Regions from separate parts of the Mus musculus genome. Here region 2 is linked to region 1. A link is a contact called in public Hi-C data. All regions are on one chromosome and are shown on one strand. The core of a region is the stretch at or near the end of the contact, and the rest is flanking DNA. Distances in the headings are between cores, read along the strand shown.

Region 1 (4,231 bases), core at 1,609-4,108:
ACCTAATCACTGGGTCTCATCACCCCTCAGCTTTGGTCCCCAGAAGGTTCTCACTGGATATGAAATAGGAGGCCCCCAGCTTTAGTTAATAGGACTGTGCATATACACAGACATAGACTATGATTTTACAACTTCATTCTCTTCTATTTCAAGCCTAAGGTGCTGGGGAATTTCAAGAACACTTCCCTGCACCCCATGTTCTTTCTTCCTTCCCTATGCACCACTGTGGCACCGGGTAAATTGAATTTCAAAAGAATATTATTCCAACTAAACATAAAACTGTGCTGCTACAAAACGAGTGCCTGCATTGTTTTGGTTTTTAACAACATGTGCCTCGCTTTAACAATGCTCAAGGAAAGAGGGAGTTATCAGGATTTTACAATACTCAGAACATACAGCCCAAGCAGACTCAGACCTGAGCTCACAATGGAAAAAGATCAACCTCTAGGGACAGGTGATCCCCCATTATCCCCACCCCTTACTGCATTACTTTCTAACCAGCTGGTCTCCTCAAAAGCAAGATGGCCCGAGAAGAGGGCTGTCCAAGACTCATTTCTTCCCTATTCCTATAACACAGGACAATGTGACCTTCCAGAGTCATACTGCAGCCTTCCATGGGATGTCTCCTTTGTCACCCTAACTGGCCTGAACTGGGTCCTCTATGTCCCCTAAACCCCAAGACCACAAGGCATTTGTTTTCCTTCCTTTTATTTGCCCACTATAATTTCAAAATCCCCAAAGATCAGGAATGGGACCCAGGAGCAGTAGACTGTGTGTTCAGACCATGGCGAGGTCCAGTGTCCTCTAGGAAACTGGAATGAGGATGTGGAAATGCAGTCAGTTGAATGCTCTGCCAATTCTACCCTCATCTTTCAGCAGAAGTAACTAAAAGGCCATTTAGATATAAACTTTAATCCTGGCTCCAGTGATTTCCAACTTCCCCAGACTTCATCTTGCCTGCCTGTACAATGAGGCTGAGGCCAGACCAAGGAAAGGAGACCTCTAGAAACTCTCTTTCCCTAACCCTAAAATCAAAAAGGCTAGAGAGAGATCCAAGACTGGTTCTGAAAAAGCTTGAGCCAGAGTTTGTTGGCCTAACAATCCATCTCTCAATTCCTGGTCCCCTTGCTGACCCCAGAATGAGGCTAACAAGAAGGTTGAGGAAAATGCAGTTTCACTCCTGTAACCACAGTAATTCTTGAGACCAGGAGACACTATGAAGAGCAAGGAAGAGATAGTCTTTACTGTTAGGAAGGAAAAGAGGCTACAAGCTTCACAAGCATCTCACTCAACTCTTACTACATCCTGAAGTGAGAATTTAAGCTGTGCCCAGGTCAAAAGTCAGGACTCTGAGGCACAGGAAGAAAATGATTGTACCCAGGTCTCCCAGTAGAACAACGGGGAAACTGTGAGTAGAGTATGTGTCCACTTGGCCTTCCCAACTTCTCGACCCCTTCAACCACATGGGACTTACTATCTTCAAATCATAATGGCATCTTTTTAAAAATATCTCTTCCACTCTTGGGCTCTAAACTCCAAGGAAGTGTCTAATGGTCCTCTGTACCCCTTATATTATTCTCAGTGTTGTTGAATAGGTGGATGGGTGGAAGGATGGATGAATGGTCTTATGGGAAGAAAGATATCTGGACAGACAGAGGTATATATAGGTAGGTGGGCAAACTGAAGAGTGGATGGAAGGTAGAACAGATCTACCTAGGAAGACGAATGGACAGGTAAGTGGGTGGGTGAATGGATATATGAAAGGACAGACAGACAGATGGATGGACAAATGAATGGGTAGATAATCGATCCTATGAGCATTAAGAAGTCACTGAAGACTTGAAAGAAGGAGACTGGCACACAGTGGCATAGAGAAGCACACACTAGGACCAACCCTCAAGAAGATCTCAGCCCAGTCAGAAAGGGACTTCACAGAGACTCAAAACATCTCTAGTCCTGAAATGTCACTTGTACAGATAGAGGTTGTGACCCCAGCCAGATAAGGAAGGATGTCCCTGTGTTCTAGGTGGTAAGAGGTTGGGGAGACAGCCTGGAGGAGCTATGGATAGAGCAATCACTGCAGCATAGCAGGACTTAGATGAACAGGGAGGAGAAGAAAACAAAGGCTGACAGCGAAGTCTGTGGTCTTCCTGGTACATCCCACCAGGGGAGGGTAGCCTCCATGCTTCTGCTCAGCAGGTTCGTGGCACCACTTTTTCATAACGAATTGGTCCAGTGACCCCCTCACCCTAGAGGACACTGGTACTACCAGTGTGGGTACACACCCACATACATGGGGGCTCTACATACCTCTTCCCAGCTGCCAAGAGGTGGTGGCCAGTAACCCAGACACCCTCCTAGTGACTTATACTGGAGCCCCAAGAGGCCAAAGCCCAGGCCATTGCTATGAGGCTTCCTGACCACCCCTTGCTTCCATTCTCCTTCAGGGCAAGCATTGAAAGTGGCGAGAAAGGCATGGACTCTACAGTAAGGGGACAAACCTCTTCCTAGCTGAATAACCTTGGGTAAGTCATTAACCTCTCTGAGCTCCAGCTTCACGGTGGAAAGTGGCATCTCCATTCCTCATAGAGAAATTTCAGTGCAAACAGCAGTGAGCAGGACATAGTTAGTCAACACAGAGTCTGATGCCTTGAGCAGGAGCCACCGCTATTACATATTGGAGAATAAAACTAAATCCTTCCTCCATCTGGCTGGAGAAGTTTAGACGCTCTCCAAGTCTCCAGCTGGGAGAGAAGGAAGAGGACATGTGATCTCTCCACCCACTGACACCTCCAGGAGACCCATATCCACTGGGACTAGCCACTAGCCTGGGTGTGGGCTGGGTAGGGCAGGCTCTGGGACTCTCTGACGCATTCTAGGGCTCTCCAAGGTAAAAAATAGCTTTGCTTTGTTCGCCTAGACACACACCCACTGGACTGGCAGCACGCCCACTGGACAGGCAAGTGGTGGGCTATTTCAAGCTGCATAAACAAGCCTCCACCAAGCCCCAACCTCAGGCCTCCAGAGAGCGGTATTAATAACCCACTATCTCATTCTCCCAGGCCAGAAAGACAGGAAGCAGAGCTCTGAGGCTGGCCAGTCCTGGTGTCCCCCACAATCCCAGCTGACAATGGCCACAACAGGACACTCAAATGTCATATTTCCCGCAAGTAAACAGAACACACAAAGGCTATGGTCGTCATAGTAACGATAACACCAGAAAATTGTTCTGACATATTTCACTGGCTCCCGGCTGCCCTGTTCCTACCACAGGGGCTCATCACTCCTCTCTTACACACTCCTCAGATCTGATGTCGCTGGGGCTTCTCTATCTGTTCTTCCTCTGCTCCATTGGCCCCCCCAACCTTCATTCCCACCTCCTCTCCACCCATCTAACTGCCCACACCCCCTACGCACGCATCTGCCTCCAGAAATCTTTCCTCCAGCTGCCCTTGCCCAAACTAGAGTGGCTCTTTCTGTCCAGCCTCTCATGATACACAGGGTCCATGAACATGGAATACCTCAGCACAGGGGACCTTGCAGGACAGAGATGTTGGTATCTATCTATACTGTGTCACTTCAGTTTGATGGTTAGGTATTTCCTGAAACAATGATTGCTCTTAGCCCTTCGGTGTGTCCATCCATAGGACTTTGCTGCTCCACACACACACACCCTAGCATTGAATCAAGTGTTCAGCTGTCTACTTATGAGCTATGCACCCATGCATATTAAGTTATCTTACAAGTTCTCTGCAGTGAAGAGAGACACAGAGTTGGTCAGGCTCAGTTACATTTGCTTTCTCTGGGAAGACTTGGACAAACATCTCTTCACTTCAGACAGGGTGTCAGTGACAGACTAAGTTCGACCAAGTTCAACCTGATAGACCCCCAAAGCATCACTGACACCCTGCCCTGCAGAGCTGACTCCAAGCCTCACCCTCTCATGCACTCCATAGAAGCTGCAGTGTGGAGTCCCCCTTTCAAGTCAATCTTCCATTTCCTTCCAATATGCCTTGTAGCTGGCAAGCATAAGGCAGGACTGAGTCGTGGCTGGAATCCCAAGTGAGGATTCGATGGCCTTCTCCTCTTCCTTCTTTCTAGAGAGAGTGTCGACAGCCCCATTCTCATTGCCATAGACCTAGCTACCACTGACCTACTCTTTTTGTTTGGTTGCCATAGCTACCAAGTCGAGGTGATCTCTACCCCCAAGGGGTCCATGGGATGGTCATGT
Region 2 (3,648 bases), core at 783-3,282, 600 kb after region 1:
TATCTTGTGGGTGGCAGACAATGATGATACTCACACCAGACAATACACAGGACAGTTCCTTTCAACAAGCCATTACCTTGACATAGATGAGATTGAGAATTTTTGTTTAGAAGACCATCACATGCCAGAGACAGACAGACAGACCTTCCTTCCTTCCTTCTGCCCTCAACAGGGCCCACTATTGATTTTCTATGCATGGTCCTTCTGAGCCTGCCTGCCATCTATGATTTTGTGACAGTAATGTGGTGTCTGTTTCTTTCCTTGCTAAAAGCTGTTGATACTGCACAGACTGTCACATGCCCAGAAAGGAAAAATCCCAGAGAGTCTGGTCTGAGTCACAGAGTGCTTGTGTTACATCTTGGATGGCTCAAAGGACCTCACGTGCCTGGGATGCAGGCTGCCTGGCTGCCCAAAGAGCTAGCCTGAGGCTGCACAAAAAAAAAAAAAAAAAAAACGAGATGGGGGCAGGTGACCCTTGAAGGTTGTGGGGCTAAATATAATCTAAGAATCCTTGTATTTGTCACCCAAAGGACCTTGGGGAGAGGGGCAGAAAAACATGAGTGACCTCTACATCTTTGTCCCCCAGGTTAAGAGCACCTGCTGCTCTTCCAGAGGTTCAAAGTTTGCTTAACAACACCCTCACCAGGCTCCCAGCACACAAAACTCCAGCCCCAAGGGGACCCAACACCCTCTCCGCCTTCCTCAAGCACCCCAACACAGGGGACATATATCCACACAGACACATGCATGTCATAAAAACAACAGAAATAAATCTAGCCTAGTGTGGTAGCACCTGCCTTTAATCCCAGCACTAAGGAAGAAGAGGCAAATGGATTTCTGTGAGCTCAATGCCAGCCTGGTCTAAATAGAGTTTCAGCCTACCCAGTGCTAGGATGAAAATCCTGCTAATAGATAGATAGATAGATAGATAGATAGATAGATAGATAGATAGATTATTTTAAAGGGTTAAGAACCATCACTCTACAGATGGGTGGTCCTGGGATGTGGGTTCGGCAGTCCGGATGATGCCCACACTGTGAGGGGTCCTGCTTACTGTTATTGCCAGTTTCAAAAGAGCAGTAGAATGCAGAAGTAAACAGCTTGAATCTTACAGCTTAATCAGACAGGCCTGACTGTGAGGCACCCTCCTGTCGCTAGGCAGTGACCTGGAGAGATGACTTTGTCATATCTGAGCCTCCTCCATGTGATGGGAACATGCTAAGTACCCACTTCCCTGGGTTGGGCTGCAGGTCCATTGCGAGTATGAGAGCCTAGACTTAACACACAGCATCACTGAAATATGTGACAGGTGTCATAAAAGGATGCTGTAGCAGGAAGACACAGGTGAGGGCCAGTATGGGCAGCCCGGCATCCTCCCAGAAGTTTTTCTGTCCAGGTAGGATGCTGGTGAACCATGATGCTCACCATAAGCACCCGACTGCAGTGAGTGCTTCGTCTATGGCGGCTCCCATGGGATATTTTACTGCCCCAACTTTATGGATGGAATAATGAGACACAAGTTTACTCACAGCCTGTTATCCTGCTGTGAAAAGGGGAAGAGTCATGACAAAGACGGTTTGGTTCCAGGTCCCTTCCCCTAGCTGCACATACACTGCCCCTGAATGCCTCCGGAAGGGGAAGAAATAAAAAGAGCCTGTTCCCTTTCTTGTTCCCAAATACCTTCTCCACCCGTAATAGCAGAAAGTGACAAATGCCTAGGAGAGGAGCACTAGCTCTGCCCACCAGGATCCACTGTGAGGGAAGCCTGCAAGGCAAGATCTAGAAGCGTCTGCAGAGAGCCGAATAAGAGAAGCACTGGGAGGCAGATGAGGCTCAGAATTGAATAAACCCGGACTCCACCTGGTGACGTAGGGTCTCTGAGCCCAGAGACATACTTTCTCAAAATTTTATTTCTCCCTGTCTGAAACAAGGCTTAGACACAATATCCCAGCTAGCTCTACAAGGCTGGGCTGAACTGGTGGGGAAGAGGCTACTGCATGCTGGGAAGTGGGAGGAGGGAGTTGGTCAGAACCTATCCCGGTAAAAGAGCGCCACCTGGTGAGGCACTCTGAGAACATTACTGGTGGCTGCTCTGACCAGATCATTGTAACCCAAGGAAGCCGCTTCTAGTCTCTGAATTTCAGAACTTACAAGGACATCGGAAGCTAGCGATGATGATAATGCCTGCAATTGTTAACTCCTTTACCCACACACATTCTCTTAACCACGCTGTTTCAAAATGGCAATGAGTTGTGAAGAATGCAAAGAATAAGTGGCGATCCTTTGTTCTGGAAATGCTGTTAAGTTACTTATTTTCCCTTAACTTTTGTTTACTTAGGGTTTGGATGGATATTCTTGTTGTTATTTTGAGACAGGGGCTCACTTTATATCTCTGGCTGGGTATAAAGGCTAGGCTGTCCTCAAACTCACAAGAGGTCCTCTGACCTCAGCCTCCCGCGTGCTGGGATTAAAGTCATGCACCATTATGCCTAGCTGTTTGTTTGTTTGTTTGTTTGTTCATTTTAGTTTTTCAAGGCAGGGTTTCTGGCTGTCCTGGAATTTACTCTGTAGACTAGGCTGACCTCGAACTCATAGAGATCCTCCTGCCTCTGTCTCCTAAGTGCTGGGATTAAAGGAGTGCGTCATGCTTGTTTTTAGTAGTAAGCACACAGCATGAGACTTTCCTATATTCAGGCAGGGCGGCACTGACTCCGGCGTGATGTTGTATAGGTCTTAAGAACTCACCCATCCTGAGTAACTTAAACGATACTGAATGCTGCTGATTACATGATTAACCTTGTCCAGAATAATTTATTCTTATGACTTCATTTAGCCCCTCCCCCAAGGAACCACGTGAGTGGAGGAGGAACCAGAAGAGTACAGCACTCACTGCGTCAGCGCCTAAGACTCTGCCGACTTGAAAAGTCCACACTAACACGTGTAATGCGAATTACACTTGATAAACATGCATTTACTAAAGCCGTATGACCACTGCAGGAGAGAGAGGTTGTTCTCACAGTTAGGGAACTGTAAATGTGCTGCGTTTGAATCTTAAATGTCCTTCAAAGGCTCATGTGTTAAACAGTTGGTTCCTGGGCCAAGGTGTTGCTAGGTGTTGCTAGGAGGAGGTAGAACTTCAAGATGTGGAGCCCTAGGGGGAAGCTTTAGGTAATAGGGAAAGGCAAGACCTGAGGGAATTATGGGACTCTGGTCTCTTCGTTTATCTGCACCTGACGTGAAGGGCTCTCTTCTACACTGTGTGTTGCCACTATAATGTGCCACACCACGGGTTCAGAAGTAAGGGGACCAACCATTCACAGACTGAGATTTCCAATCTATGGGCTAAAATACACGGTTCCTTTTGACAGGTTTGTTGTCTCCAGTATCTGTGGCCGCTCTGGAAAGCCGACTACACAAGGTGCTGGGTGCTGAGCATTGGCTGATGTTTAGAGGTGCACCTGACCAAGGGACTGGGGAGTCAGTCTTCATGCTGAGGAAACTATCCATTTGGAAAGAGGCAGAGACATGACTAAGCCCTTTGTAAGATTGACATACAATATGGACGCATCTAGAAGCCAGAAGAGCTGACTTGCTCTACGGAAAGAACTGTCAAAATGGCTATGCCCGGGGTGATTCTGCCCCAAGCAT

What was found. A called contact is a pair of places that touch in the nucleus more often than the background predicts.
Region 2: a Hi-C map of cortical neurons shows a contact between it and region 1, with 4 times the contacts expected there. The contact joins two enhancer-like sites. A contact is called at or near these places in 12 of 484 Hi-C or Micro-C datasets (the Ba/F3 cell line, the HPC-7 cell line, brown adipocytes and 7 more).

Annotation. Positions count from the first base shown.
Region 1 is chr6:112,399,258-112,403,488 of GRCm38.p6, forward strand. No RefSeq gene overlaps it. Among named protein-coding and RNA genes, the nearest start is that of Gm38873, 11 kb to the left of the region's middle. Within about 2 kb of position 2,859, at least 32 of the 459 cell types and tissues checked have an H3K27ac peak or open chromatin away from gene starts, as enhancers often do. A contact at or near this core is called in cerebral cortex and cortical neurons, where this site is marked.
Region 2 is chr6:112,999,064-113,002,711 of GRCm38.p6, forward strand. No RefSeq gene overlaps it. Among named protein-coding and RNA genes, the nearest start is that of Gm43868, 45 kb to the right of the region's middle. Within about 2 kb of position 2,033, at least 68 of the 459 cell types and tissues checked have an H3K27ac peak or open chromatin away from gene starts, as enhancers often do. A contact at or near this core is called in cerebral cortex and cortical neurons, where this site is marked.